Regions from separate parts of the Zea mays genome. Here all the other regions are linked to region 3. A link is a contact called in public Hi-C data. All regions are on one chromosome and are shown on one strand. Each heading gives the region's core, a stretch centred on a gene start, on an enhancer-like site or on the middle of the called end of the contact. The rest is flanking DNA. Distances are from core to core; before and after follow the strand shown. Region 1 holds the start of LOC100275318. Region 2 holds the start of LOC103626393 (E3 ubiquitin-protein ligase BRE1-like 1). Region 3 holds the start of LOC100217120 (disease resistance analog PIC11).

What was found. Hi-C and Micro-C count contacts between places; a contact is called where the count stands out from the background.
Region 1: a contact with region 3 is called in a Hi-C map of leaf mesophyll, with 5 times the contacts expected there. The contact joins the promoter of LOC100275318 here to the promoter of LOC100217120 in region 3. A contact is called at or near these places in 4 of 25 Hi-C or Micro-C datasets (bundle sheath, ear, leaf and 1 more).
Region 2: a Hi-C map of tassel shows a contact between it and region 3, with 3 times the contacts expected there. The contact joins the promoter of LOC103626393 here to the promoter of LOC100217120 in region 3. A contact is called at or near these places in 3 of 25 Hi-C or Micro-C datasets (ear, leaf and tassel).

The regions. Positions count from the first base shown.
Region 1 is chr5:58,214,457-58,219,464 of Zm-B73-REFERENCE-NAM-5.0, forward strand. It overlaps LOC100275318, which reads right to left and starts at 1,432. Exons shown (of 1, transcript NM_001175028.1): 1 at 377-1,432. The coding sequence starts at 1,317. The coding sequence ends at 700. It overlaps LOC100501364 (Core-2/I-branching beta-16-N-acetylglucosaminyltransferase family protein), which reads right to left. Exons shown (of 11, transcript NM_001353545.1): 8 at 4,748-4,807; 9 at 4,521-4,643; 10 at 4,395-4,433; 11 at 4,107-4,290. The coding sequence ends at 4,162.
Region 2 is chr5:56,966,381-56,970,975 of Zm-B73-REFERENCE-NAM-5.0, forward strand. It overlaps LOC103626393 (E3 ubiquitin-protein ligase BRE1-like 1), which reads left to right and starts at 2,342. Exons shown (of 21, transcript NM_001346887.1): 1 at 2,342-2,476.
Region 3 is chr5:57,607,990-57,612,931 of Zm-B73-REFERENCE-NAM-5.0, forward strand. LOC100217120 (disease resistance analog PIC11) reads right to left here and starts at 1,299. Exons shown (of 3, transcript NM_001359620.1): 1 at 813-1,299; 2 at 1-710. The coding sequence starts at 649. LOC100279372 (putative SERRATE-related C2H2 zinc-finger family protein) reads right to left here. Exons shown (of 12, transcript NM_001152388.1): 7 at 4,922-4,942; 8 at 4,041-4,841; 9 at 3,900-3,948; 10 at 2,975-3,210; 11 at 2,693-2,887; 12 at 2,166-2,512. The coding sequence ends at 2,452.

The DNA.
Region 1 (5,008 bases), core at 182-2,681, 610 kb after region 3:
TCAGTGTACTAGTAGATCACATCAGCCTAACGAAAGCGTACGGACTGACAGCCTGCGCGGGGTGGAAGGATGGCGCTGCTGTCAACAAAAGCGGGTCCCCTTTGCCCCACTGCGAGGTGGAGCTGGAAAAGTGAAGGCAGCGGAGGACTGGCCGCTGGCGTGATGGGATCATGGAGATGAGATCTGGCGGGCGGTCACACGTCAGAGGTAGGTGGCGGCCGGAGACATCATCAGTGTAAGATCGGTCGTATGAACCAACAAAATACTTTTATCTCGCAGGCAAACCAACCAAACCAAACCAAACAATCCCGCTAGCTGTTGCTGAGTGCTGACACACACACACACTGACACACCGGACCGGAGCGGAAAGTTGAGTGCGAAACCAGACGCGAGTCTCTGACGACTTCGCTGCGTGCTCGTGCTCCACGAGTCTCGATCCGACGACAAATCAAAACCAGTCGGACAAGTTGGCACACTTGCTGAGCTGAGCTGAGCTGAGCTTGTACAGGAAGAGATTGATTAAGCGGCAGCCGAGCAGAGCTGCAGATGGGAGGGATCTGAAAACACGTCGCTGAATGAATCTAATTAATCACTACCGGCAAAGCAACAGATCTTTACACACAGTTCTGCAAAACCATCCATCTGTATGCACTACTGCAGAAGACAAGAAGGGAAAAGGGGACTAGATGGAGCCAATGATCAGGCCTCGCTGCTGCAGCCGCTGGACGCGCTGCGCATGGAGGCGCGGCCGACGGACTCGTCGATGCGCTCGAGGCAGGGCTTCCACGGCGCCGCCCGCCAGGGCTGACCCTTCTTCTCCCTCGCCGCCGCAGCCACTGGCATCCGCTGCTGGTTGTGCTGGCGGTGGCTCCCGGAGGCGGCGGCAGCGGCGGCGGCGGCGTCGAAGAGCGCGTCGAGCGGGCTGGGCTTGGGCGCGGCGCTGGCGCCGCCCTTGCGGGCGAGCGCCGTGAGGCGGTTCATGAGGCACGCGAGGTCCACGGCGGAGGACTCGGCCTGGAACACCGACTGCGGGAGCAGGAAGTAGACGGTTCCCGGCTGCAGCGCGTCGTCGGGCCGGAACGGCCCGCGCCCCGGCTGCAGCAGGTGCGCCGACGAGCACAGCACGTACCCCTTCCCGGCGGCGTTGGCGGCGGAGGCGGGGCCGCCGGGCCCGCCGAGGCAGCGCGTCACGTGCGCCACGGTCACCACGCCGGGGCCCTCGAAGTCCTCCACGAACCCGTTGGTGTGGATCACCCGCACCCCGGCGCACGGCCGCAGCGCACGCGCCGAGCCCGGCGACGAGAAGATGCAGCCCATCCGGAAGGCTCCGGAGACGAGAGCGGGGGTGCTCTGCCTGCTGGAGGCTGGAGATGCGGCTGACTGGCAGCGGAGCGACGACGACGGACGAGACTTGGGCGGCGGCAAGGCAGGCGGAGGCAGAGGACGAGAACGGGGAGGCGGGGTGCCTATTTATTTCCGCGGGGAGTTGATGTTTGCAGCGTTGAATCTAACGGACGGATCCGGCGGGTCGAGGTCGGACTCGGACACTCGGTCGGCTGTGGGGCCCAGTGGGGGCCGCCGCTGGTTAACCCCGGTGGGGTGGCGTGGCGTGTGGATTAGGCTGGCTTGGCGGATGGACTGGAGACTACGGAGTAGTGGAGTACCGGAGGGCTTAATCTTTATCTCATGGTTAGGTTAATCTTTAGGCTGGCTTGGTGGATTACACTGCGTAAAAAACGAAGTACCGGAGGGGTTAATCTTTATCTCATGGTTGACTGGAGAGTGAAGACTACTGACTGGAGGGGGTCAGAGGATGCCTTCGGAACCGCAGCAAATTATGGCCTCAAATGGATTGGTTAATGGATAAGGACAAGCCTTATTATCCCATGCTCGGTACTGAATCAATTCTACCTATAATTTGATTGTTAGTTTTTATATGCAAAAGAAAATGTTTATGCTGTCAAATAGTGGATCCTTTGCCCACTAATCCGCTATAACGTCGACAGTGGTTTACGCTAAGTTGTACGCAGTTGTACGCTAATAGATATAGAGTTATACACAACTTAATTTTTCTTTTGTACCAGTTTTACGTGAAAAAATGAATGGCCCGTGCGAAGTGAGATAAACGGCAACTACCCCAAATCATGCACGTTTCTTACGTCCGAAACAGTGGATCCTTTGCCCGCTAATCCACTATAACGTCGACAACAGTGGTTTACGCTAAATTGTAAGTAGTTTTACGCTAATAGTTATAGAGGTTAAGCAAGTTGCGCCTAACAACCGTCAAATATCCAATGTAATTATAAAGAGTTGACAACGCAAGATAGAGCTCAGAGGTGCCATACGGCATCTTGTTATTGTTGTACGTGCAACACGCGCCGATTTTATTTATTGGTTGATGTAGCTGGAGACACACGGTTTGGGGAGAGGAGGCCGCCTGCCGGCTGGCTCAGACGAGTAGTGCAACACCGTACCAGTGGCGAATGCGGCTCAGAGTCCCCGTGCAGGCATCAAGCTGCCAAATCAGCGGACGGAGCAACCGACGCTCGGCTCTCTTATCACTCGCTTTTACTGCGATCGCCGGCCGGCACGTTTGGCACCCACCACGACGAACAAGTCGCCGTGCGCGAACCAGCAGCCGACGCATTTCAGCTACCATTCCCGCTATGTAATGTGTAAGGGCCAAAAAGGCAATTAAAAACAACTCTACTCAAACCGTCACAAACTTCAGGTCCAGTAAAACATGGCAAGATTTCGCTCACTCGGCCAAAGCCGCGTCCCCTCGACAACTTCGGTTGAAACCTTGAGACTTCACCAAATCAGGCCCCTGTTAGATTACATTCGCAGAGTGGTTGCCGTTCTTTAGGCTGTCCGCAACCGCAAGCAAGGTAGTGTAAAATAAAAATAAGAGATTTTGATTTATATATTACATTGTTACAGAGTGAAATTTGAAATATTGAATAAGGAATGAGATAGGATAGTGAAATTTATAATATAGTATAAGGAATGAGATATACAGAGGAAGCATGAGGTGTTGACCTTTGTCCAATAGGAAAGTTTAACAGGCTGCTTGTACGTCACATTCGCAACCTAACGCAGGGCGTCGTCCTACCGTATGCTACAGCTATACCAATGCGATACGGCCCCCATGTACTACGCAAGCTGTGGACAAATTAACTAGCATGGTTTGGGGGGGAAAGTATTTATCTGTCATTCTTATGGGAAATCAATCTACACTCCCGAGTAAAGCTCCTATACATAAAATTTTAAAGTAGAGCTGCTCTGTGGCACCGAAGTAATTTTTAATAATAGCGCGGTCCCAAAAAATCTAGTGGACAGTATCACTTTTGGCTCATCCTACTTTAATCTTAAACCAAACATATTCTAATAAAATAGAACCATACCAAACGCGTAAAACGTCTTTTAAAATTTAGTACCATGCCAAACGCGTAAAACGTCTTTTAAAATTTAGTTAGTAATACAAGGCAAGTAGGACCTGCTGGTGCCAGCCTAGCATATCACGGTTCCATTCCGCTCTAGGCCAATAAGTCCATACCCGCCGCTCGTGGGCCCTTGAACTCCAGCCCAGGCCAAAAGGTCCTCCAGCGATTTCCTTCTCTCGCGCGTTATAATTCGGCCCAGTTTCAGCATCGATAAGAGCAGCTTACAAGTTATATTCCCTCCCTCCAAAAATATAGTTCTTTTCTGGACATCTTTTTTTTCTATCCACGTTACAATGAATAATAATAAATGCAGATAATTAATAGATGTATGGTTAGTCTAAAACTAGTTATATTTTGGGACGGAGGAGTACAACTTAGTACGTACGTATTATTATTAAATTAATCACAGTTCTTCATCAACACCAACAGAAGTGCATCCAACACCAGCCTAGCCAATGTCTACACCTGCAAAAACACCAGCGATCTACTAGAGCGAGATCACACGAGTGCGGCAGGATGAGCAAGCAGGTGGCAACATCTGAATCCCGATCTCCCAGATCTGCGTGCTCCGGTAACCGTGTTCCTGCTTCCTTCAGCTACTAGATTCCCGTCACCAAGTAGACGGCCGGACGGCCTCACCAGTTACCACGGCGGGCGGCCGCTGATGCCGCAGCACTCAAGAGGGAGGACGGAAACCCCTCCCCGATCCACCGCTCGCTCAGATGATGGTGAAGTTCGAGAATATGTTCAGCAGGTTGTCCAGCGCCTCTGGGTAGAACTTGCGCGCGAACAGGTAGCAGGGCCGCTTCATGCCGTTCCACACGCACGGCCTCCTCTGCGCGACATGCTGCACAACGATGACGACGGCGCGTTAGGGCTGGCTGGCTGGCTGGCTGGCAGTGAACCGCGAACACGCCAAGAAAAGCGGAGGGCCGAATCACTCCCTCTTACCTTCGCGTTGCTGCTAACGTGGACGCTCTCGTCGATGGACTGGGTGGCCGTTTGCGAAACCGTTAGTCAAATAAATGCCACAAGGTAATGGATTGTTCGCGCCTGAAAAAAAAGCTCCGAGCTTACCGCGATGTCCTTGAGCAGATCGAAGCTTGTGTCCGCAGCCCTGTAGACTTTGGGATGCCACTTCCCTTCGGACCAGTCGACATGCGTCACCGACCAGTTCGAGATTCCAGTCGGATCAACCATCTTCGGCCACAGATGCAGATGCAGTTTAGTTTTTTTTATCTCGGTAAAAAATGTTGTTGGCTGATCGAAGAGAACAAAAGGGGGGCAAGCTTCTGAACACTTACGTTAAAGAGGGTTGGCAAGTAGTGCTCGTCTGAATAGCAGTTATGCCATTCGTTTCCTGGCTGTGAAGTTGCAATCACAATATCAGAGACAGCATAAATATCAGGAAAAAAATAGCAGTATGCGCTACGGTTTTATATTATCTAGGCTGAAAGACACAGACTAACAAAGACAATTGTTTTCTCATTTTTCCCGTAGAAATCCTCTACCTGTCGTCTGCGCATGATATTACATGAAAAATAACTTGATAGCGCTTTTAATAA
Region 2 (4,595 bases), core at 1,092-3,591, 640 kb before region 3:
TGGGTCCAGAATTTTGAGTTGTGTGTCGTGTACGAGATATCTTTGATGAGCTCAAATATGTGTTCAACTGTTTGTACTCTCAAAAAAATGTTTTTAGGTAGTACATAGTTACAAACTTTAAAGATATCCAAGTAGAGCAACATCCCCTTACGAACATGCACTTCACAATGGGCAGTGTAGAGCAGCATGCCAGGGACAGAAATTACTTACCAGCGATCCAAGTAGGCTTCAGGAATATTAGGGAATAAAACACATGCAAACTATGTGTTAGTTTTACATGTGTTCTTGGCATGAATACATGTTGAATCATTCTAATCGCTACATGAAAAAATATGTTCTATCAAAACTTTAGATGATTAGGGATGATAGTGCCATCAAATATCCTATATATAATTTCGAATCATTAATTAAAAGGAATAGAATGATAGCTCTATCAAAATTTCTCTTTGTCTTGCCCTTCCTCCTCTGATCCTATCTACAGATAAGGAACTTATGTTCTTCCCATTAAGGGACTATGCCTGAAATCTGCCCTGCAACAACTATTGTGTGAATGAATTATAATCCCTGTAACAAAGTTGTAGCATGTTTATCTAAATACCATTTATTCTAATGGCACGACACAAGATTAATGTCAATCAGCTAATGACATCCAGAGATTCGGTTACTGCATCTAATATAAATTGCAACAACAAATTCATGCAGTACCTGTGGAGAAGAAAATAAAATGGAGTGGGCAGCACATACAACGTGAAGAGAAGACAATCCTGCCAAAAGAATTGAACAAAAGACTGGCGTGACAAAAAATGATAATTTGGAGGGAGAAACAAACCCCATGCCAGGGACGCTGCACGAGAGCCGCAGCTCAACCTCGACTACCTCGCGGGGTGGTGGAAGAGCGTGGTGGCGTCCTACCTTGCTGCGATGTGGGAGCCTGGAAGGCGGTACACGGGAGCGTCGGGTGGGGATGAGATAGGGGGAAGGCGTCAGCATCTGGTCGCACGGGAGGCGTTGGCAAGCGTGGGGTGGAGGAAGAGCGCTCGACTACCTCGCTGGTGATGCGGTGAGGCGGGCGGGGGCCGCGACATGTGCGGAGCGTGGGGTGGAGGAAGAGCGCTCGACTACCTTGCTGGCACTTTGGTGAGGCGGACAGGGGCGTCGGGCGAGGGCACGTCATCCTACCTCGTTGGGGGGCGGTGACCTCACCGCAGGCCAACCCGGCGGCTGTAGCGGCGGGGGGACGCGGGGAGGGCTGCGGCAACGGGTTTTCGAGGGGCAGGGCAGGGATCTCGCGGTGGACGTGGATGCGGCTGTCACGACGGTGAGGCGGGCAGGGGCATCACGAGCGGAGACGGGGGCACGAGGTGTGGGGCAGGGTTTGGGTGGAAGGGCGGGGATCTCGCGGCGGATGCGAACGGGGGCAGGGCATGGCGAGCGAAGGCGTCAGGCAGGGGAGTGCTGCACGCGGGCGGCGTGCGTGTGGTAGGCCAGGCGTGCATCGCGGCGGGCGTGCAGGAGAAGCAACGGCAGGCGAGCAGGATTTGCAGAGCGTGAGATGCGGCGGGCAGCGGAGCGGCGGTTGCAGGGCGAGGGCAGTCTACAATCCAACCTTAATAGTTAGTACAGATAAGAAATTAAGACTCTACCGTCACTTGTTTTTTATGTCTATTTCAAATGAATGATGATAAATCTAGACACATATATAAAACACATACATCAAATATTATATGAATTTATTAATTATCTAAAACAAATTTTAATTTGAGTGAGTACAAACTAGAGAAGTGGTGTGGGAAAGTGTGCTGGATCAGAAACAAACTGTCTCAACTTAACAAGATAATTTTTTTTACTTAAACAATAATATGTTAAGAAAAAAGTTATAGCTTAACTAGAAAAAATACTACAGCTTCATGGACTAAAATATTCCATATCTAGGAGATTTTGTCTAACATCAATCACAAAGAAATTGTATTCCAACGTCATGAGAAAACACATCCCAACACCACAAGAAAAAATGTTAAGGACTGGGAGAAAAAATCTCATGGAATAAAAGGTTATAACATACTGTAGAACACAAATTTCAAAAGAAGCAAAAAACATAATAATATAACAAAGAGAACCAATTGCCATGGAAAAAAGAAAAAAAAGGAAAAGAAAGCGGAGAAAGAACGAATCATTTTCATGGGCTGCTCTCACTAACGAACCAACCTAGTAGTCATGCACATCAGCGTCTGCAGTTCTGCACCTGCACGCGCACACAAATCGGCCCAGTAGCGCGTGTGGAGAAGCTGTAATAGTAGTCCCGGAGGAATTCGCTCTCCTGAGTGGAGACTGGAGACTGGAGTTCACAACTGTTTTCGCTGTTTCTCTCTCCCGTAGCCCAGTTTACCTCGCCTAGGGCGACCACCGCCGCCGCCCTACGCCAGCTGCCCAGGTCTTGGGCGGACCCTTTGCCGGCGACGAGCACCCACCACACCAGGTATGCCCGCTCTTTGTCTTCTCTTCCTGCTTGGTGACACCCATGTCTTTTGTTGGGCCCGCCCCTGCCCCCAAGGTGAGCCCAACCCTAACTCGCTGTGGAGTTATTGGGTCCGCCCCTACCCCAAGGTGAGCCCCAACCCTAACTCGCTGTGGAGTATGAAAAAAATCGATGTGGATGGATTTGGTGTGGATGGATTTGGGACCCAGGGCTGTCACCAGTGGGATTTTTCTCAAACCCAGGGTTGGATTCATTTGTGTAAGACTAGATTCTAAAATTCTTTGAATTCAGTTTTAAAAATATTATGTCTCTATTGGTGTTGCTGCGCCCATGAATACTTCCACATCTGGACGAGTTTGTCACGTCCTGTGGCCGCCGTCGACGAGGAATGTGGCTCCGACAAACTCGCCTTGCCGCTTCTTCACGAGGAAGACGACTGGAAACTGTTCTGAATATTCTCTTCGATGCCCTGTCGTGTTCTGGATGTCCTTTTGTATCAACTCTTGCATCTCGACTTGGGCCATGGACTGGGCTGCGGTGTCACCACTTCACAAGTGGGCCGGATGTTACAGAGTTTATGTATCATCAATATATAAGGTTTGAGTACAAAAGGAATCATAGACACATCAATAGATGTGCAAAAGCGCAAGCTATGTCCTGATATGGTTTACTTGGTAACGGAAGCGAATCGAAGTGGAAAAGCAAGCATGTGCCAGAACCTGAAACGTAATTCAGAAATAACGGATGATGAATGTCCGTTTTCCCCGAACATGCAGGAGAATTCTGCATTATTATATTAAGAAGAAAAAGGCTCTAGATAACTTGTACAACCCTTAGTAGGGGTAAAAGAATAAATACGGAAAGGACTCGCCGAATGGACAATAGTGCAAACCAGTGACCAAGAAAGAGAGACCATCATGTCCATATGCTACGGAGCCCCTCGGCTCCTGCCATACCCACATCTTGGGCCTCATCTCTAATACCCCACATGATGTCATCAAAATTAGGCGAGAAGCCCTTAAAAAGGAAACACACCCATTTATATGTTTCCAAATACAGCTTGCCACCAACAAGACCAATGAGTTGAAACCCTAGCTGGCGTCGCGGTGTAGATGGCGACATTCTAAACAAACATCTTGGTATCTTGTAACACCCCATGATTCCAGCCACAGGGTCCGTTGGTGCATGCAGCTGGCTGTGCCTTGCCTATCATGGATGTGGCCGTGAAATTCAGGGCAGCTGTTTCGGTCCCTTTGCATGCGCTGCATGGTTGCATGGCTAGCACCTTGGGTTCCCTGGCTTGCCGGCTTGGAGGCATGGTGGATGCAAAGGGGCATGGAAAGGATATACATCGACCTATCATGAAGAATTACGACCTGAGTTGGAAGCAGCCTTGATGCCGAGCGCTAATTGCCCGTAATCTGCCCCACGAGTCGAGGCGGCCCAACCTATAAGAGATTTTGACTCGGTTGCCAGCTGGAGTGCTTCAACTTGTGAACCTGCTGTGGCTATTGGAGAGGAGGAACACATGTCTAATAATGTTACCAGAGCCCTGTACTTTGATCCTTGTTATTGATGCTTTTTGTCTGCTGTACGTATCAGCATAGGCGCCCACGGATATCCCAACAGCCGGCTAAAGAGGGGGGGTGCTAGGTGGCAGGACCGCAGGACTATATAAGCCGCATAGAGGAGAGGAGAGGGTAAGCAGAATTAGAAATTCAGGTATTTAGGCACAATATAATATTCAGGTATTCATCCACCTGAATACTATAAAATGATAAACATCGGAGGATTTAGGCACAATATAATATTCAGGTATCTCCGCATTTGCGGGGGAAGGCTCTCCTTGGTTTATCCCTTCCCTAGACCCCACTTATGTTGGAGCCTGGTCTGCCCTTTTATAATATTCAGGTATCTATAAGTGTATAGAACCAAATGCTATATTCTTGGTAAAGATTATTGAACTTTTGACGTAACCTAGGCCATGAGTCTGCTAGAAGATACAGTTTGGATTAAATTGCAGTGTTTCATTTTGTCTTTGAATGCATACCAATATTCATTGGGTTCAGATGTAATTTATCTGCTATGTGAAATCTAGAAACTGCCTCAATCAGCACAT
Region 3 (4,942 bases), core at 49-2,548:
TGTAGACACTGCTTGCAACAGTAGTTTTACCTAGACCACCCATACCAAAGATGGCTATCAGAGTTCGGTCCTGATTCTCCTCAAGCAGCCACTGTGTCAGTCTCTCGATTTCCTCGCCATGCCCTACTATTTCAGAATCATCAGTTAGGTAAGCAAAATCTGACGCAGAGAACTGATTGGATTGCTGTAACTTGCTACCCCTGTCTTGTTCGCCTACCGAAATCCCATACCGGCTCCTCATTTCGGACAGCCTCCGGACCCGAGCTTCCACTTGACTGATCCGGATCGGTAGCTTCTGCCACGCTGCAAAGTTCTTCACCTGATGGAACTTTCTCTTGAAGAAGCTGCTTGCATCCATGGCTTGCGTGGTAAGGTAAGCATACTCGTCAACGATATCTTCTACCTCATGGGCGACATCTCTAACCTGGTCCAACCATGCGCCGAACGCCTTGTCACCGGCCTTCTGCGCCCGGACCTGCCCGATAAAGGCCTGCAGGACCAAGAGCTCGCCCTCGGTTTGTCGCATGCCATGCTCAAAATCTGTCAAGATGGGCGCTGCCTCGACCACGTCCGTGCCAATCTTCACCAGCGCGCCTTCTCCCAGGGAAAGGGCAACTTTCCTGAGAACAACAAACAGCGCGTCTGCCATATTCGCTGACTTCTCCTTACTGCTGTATGGTATATTTCCAACCAAGAATCAAGAGATAACCCTGCAACAGTTTGAAGCACACAAACGGTAGATTAGTCGAAACATCACATGGATTTTTGCTGGAAACGGAAGTAAGATGAGGTAACATGAGATGGTAACTAACAAGAAAAACAGCCGCCGCGCGCGCTGTCCGACTAGCAACAGGAGACTTCGGGTTTCATCAGTGTGTGAGGGGAAAGAACGAGGTTCAATAGCTAACACCAGCAGCCGAATTCATCAGGAAAACAACAAGGACGCTGGATCAACTGCCCAGGATTTGGCATTGCCCGATGCCTATAGGATGCTCGACGAATTGGTCACATGACAGATGGCAGCGTACAAGAAGGCACATAAGCTCCTGGCCTCCTGCTGCTCCTACGGGTTGATAACACTAATCGCAAGCGCGCGAGACATGAGGGGCAATCTATCTACAATATCTGCCTGTACGGTTGGTATCATAGCTCGGGGAGGGGGCGGGGGCTTGGAGAAACAAGGAAAGAAAGCGTGCGGACTTAGCTAGCCAGACGAGAACCAATGGAGAAAAAGCCGGCAAATAAATAAGACCAAGGCAATAGATAGTTAAGAAGGCCAAATAACAGTCTTTCAAATAATAGCATTACAAATATACTTTTAGGGATGTAAATAGTAGAGATATTATTCTTTGGTATTCAAATTCGATCCATTTAAAAAAGGCCGATCGATACTTTGTATCCACTCTTTATCATTCGTATTCTTAAAGTTGCCTATTTAAGATGTTATTCATTTAAATTTTATCTCAACTTAATAATATTTATATCCGATCCGAATTCAAAAAGAAATATAAAAACAAATATGAAACAAGTATTATCCGTCTACGTCTGATCTGATTACACCCCTTATATTTTGGATTTGATCGTAGCATCACTTGATTTTTTTTGTTTCTAAATATACATCTAGTTTTAGATAAAAATGATTTAAATAGAAATAAATATAAAACAACAACCATTCACGTATTAGAAATGAATAAGAAAAACAACTAACCACGTATTTAAACTTTGATTTATTCTTCCAAAGAATTTCGACTCATAGTTTATACTTGTTGAGTTTTGACTTTAGCATACGCTTACTGAATTAGCTTTGAGTAGAAATAAATAAATGTAAAGCAATAATTGTCCACGTATCTAAACTTTAGTTAGAAATGAATGAAAAAACAACACTTGTTGAGTTTTAACTTTAGCCTACACTTAATTGGAAGACTGTTGTTGTTGTCACATGCTTTTTCTTTCTACATTTTTTACAACAAACAAATCATGCACGTTCATGGGTACTACACACTTTCGCTACACTGCCAATACCTGAGTCCAGATATTGCGAGTTGATAAGAATTTTGACCTTATTGTTTGTAAACCGTTCAACACCCAGTACCAAGTCTTCGTTCTGACTTCTGACGAAGTCACGGATTGCAGCAAATGTTCAAGGGGCATTGCAGACTGCAACAAGGTGGCGAAGTACGTATCTCTCACTACAACCACCCCACCCAGGTTCCAAACAGACGCCTATTTATTACAGCACTGTGTCAAAAAAAAGTTGGACAAGAACTGTAGCAACCGCAGTGCATCCACAGAGTATTCAAGTTACAACAGAATCTAACAGACTACAGGTGACCCAAAAATTGGTTTAATTGAACATAACCTTCCATCTTTTGCCTTCATAAAGAGAAAAAAGCCCAATTCACCAATGGGGGAACGGGAAACTTGACTACGGGTATCTGGAGGTGCTGGACCCTACAAGCTTCTGTAGTCAAGGACAGTGACTTCCTCATCAGGAGCATCGAGGTCGTTATAACTGCAACCAAAGCCAGGTATGAGTTGCATTTTGTTGCCAAAAAAAATCCCACTAAAAACTACAGCGACATTTTTTAAAGTTCATCCAAAAAAGAATAATTAGCCTTCGCAGCAACAAAATTGCATGAACATCAGAGCACCCAAACATGAGGAAAACAAGATTCTGAAACTGGGGGTAAACCTTCTCAGGCGGCGAGGATCATGGCGGAAATTTGGAGGCATAGCTATAATCGGTGCTGGGCCACCCATCATTGGCCCAAGCATTCCAGCATTGCCATGTGGTGCGCCATTTGGTTCAAAAGGAGGAGGTGGCCCTTGCTCTCTCAGCATATGCATCGCTATCTCTGGAGGTGCAGGAACAAATGGGCCCAAGGGACTGAAAACAATAGCAGCCACAGTAGTTAGCACTTAGCAGTCCCTAATTGCAATTGAAATATGCTGAAATGCATGCCTTTCCACTTACCCAGCACCAGGTACTGGCATCAATATCGGTGGAGCTGGGAATTCAGCAACAAAAGGAGCATTCGAGGGCCGTCCGCGGAAACCATCAAACATCTGATCATCAGGCCCATCACGGCTTGGAGAGTGGTCACCTCTACCATACCTGACTCCATCTCTATCAGCTTTATCATGGTCTCTGTTACTGCCACGGTCAAATTTCAGACGACTGTCCATGCTAGGTCTCCGTCTTCCTCTGTCCTGAAAATAAGAAGTTGGGTCAGGTATTAAGATGTCGGCCCAATTCACCCTTCAATAAGAATCAAATTTGGCAGCAGTCTCCTGTATTAGATACATTTTGTTAGCAGCACATCTACTAAACATACAAAAATATAATGATCCAAATTTGAATTCCCGTGTTTTTAACAGAAGATCCCAAAAAGGCAGACTGTTGACAACTCATTAATTGACTATCCAGCTACGTTATTTTGCGAGATATAATAATTCCACCCAGGCTGCTAAAGGCTAAGCCATCATATACTCCCTCACCCAAGCAAGTAAGCAGTCAGCCATTCATTCAAAATCCACAACATGCAGACACGTCAGCCACATCCCTAAGGACATAATGCTTTGCCCTAAAAAATTGGCAATGTTATGGCACTAGAGATCTGATCCAATGGATCAGTAATAACAAAAAGACATAAACAATACAATGTTCGTCACCAAAAGAAAAAGAAAAGAAAGCTCCTAACATAAATTAAGTTGAATGAAATCAAAATGACACATAAAATAATTAATTATAGGTGAAGCAGAGAAATAGATTTACAGAATATCCCCCAGAGAAGAAGTGTGTTAATCATTATGACCAGACACATGGTATGTCAGAATAATGCTATAATTTGTAGATTAGAATTTTATTAAAGCAAGAATGTGAAGTGTGTTATCCTTACTGGTGCAGACTGTTGCATCACTGGGGTTCCACCTGGTGCGTTAGGATCACTGTTTAAAAATGAAAGGTCTAGATAAGTATCACCTCCTAAACGTCAATGATACTGTTCTTTAGCTGTAAATAGAGCATCACATAAACGTACTTCATGTAATTTTGAAAATAAAGATCCTCTCGAACTTTTGACGTTGACTCTAATACAAGGTCTGGATGCTTGAGCTTCAAATGCTTGTGAACAAACTCAGGAGCATGAAAAAGCTTTGTACAGCCCTTGGCTCCACAGCCATATTTCCATCCATACTTTTCATCCCTGATTTTCCTGACAAGAGGTTCTAAAACTTCAGCAGCTGCTGCATCAATTTTGTCCTTGGCAGTAAGTATGACCAGCTGGTCCTGACCATTCAGTCTTTCCTGCCAGAAAGTATCCAGCTTCTTCTCCCAATCAGCAGAACTGACATCAGATGTGCTAGAAGTCTTACTGTCTACTCTCACGTGACGAAGGCCCTTGGCCTCATGCGACTCTGATGTGCCATAGTAATCAACACCATGAATACGCCACAAATAGGTAAGAATAGTGTCTAGGAGCTCAACGCCTTCCAGGCCTTTGACAGTCGTTAAACCTCTGATTATAACTATAGGCCCCATAGATCCTATGTGTGATTTGTCTACATCTGACTTGTCATGATCACCACTTGACAGTACATTGCCATCAATGCCCTTCTCAGCATCAAGCTTACGCACGAGAGCTAGAGTTTGCTCTATGTCAGCTTGGACTCGACGTGATTCAGAACTAACTGGATGAGCCTTGGGGGCACCAGAAAGAGAATCAGTTGCTTTTGAGGAATCTTTGCCATGCTTTCTTCTCTTGTCATTGTCCATGTCATCCTCAGAATTTCCATCACTACCACCTAGTTTACTTGCTGCACCGGCAGTTATTCCAGGGCCTCTGTTCAGCAGGATATCAATATATAAACAGCCCATCCATAAAAAGGCATCATGACACTAGCAATGTGAAAATAAACTCACAGGTCCAGAGTTCCATTCTGC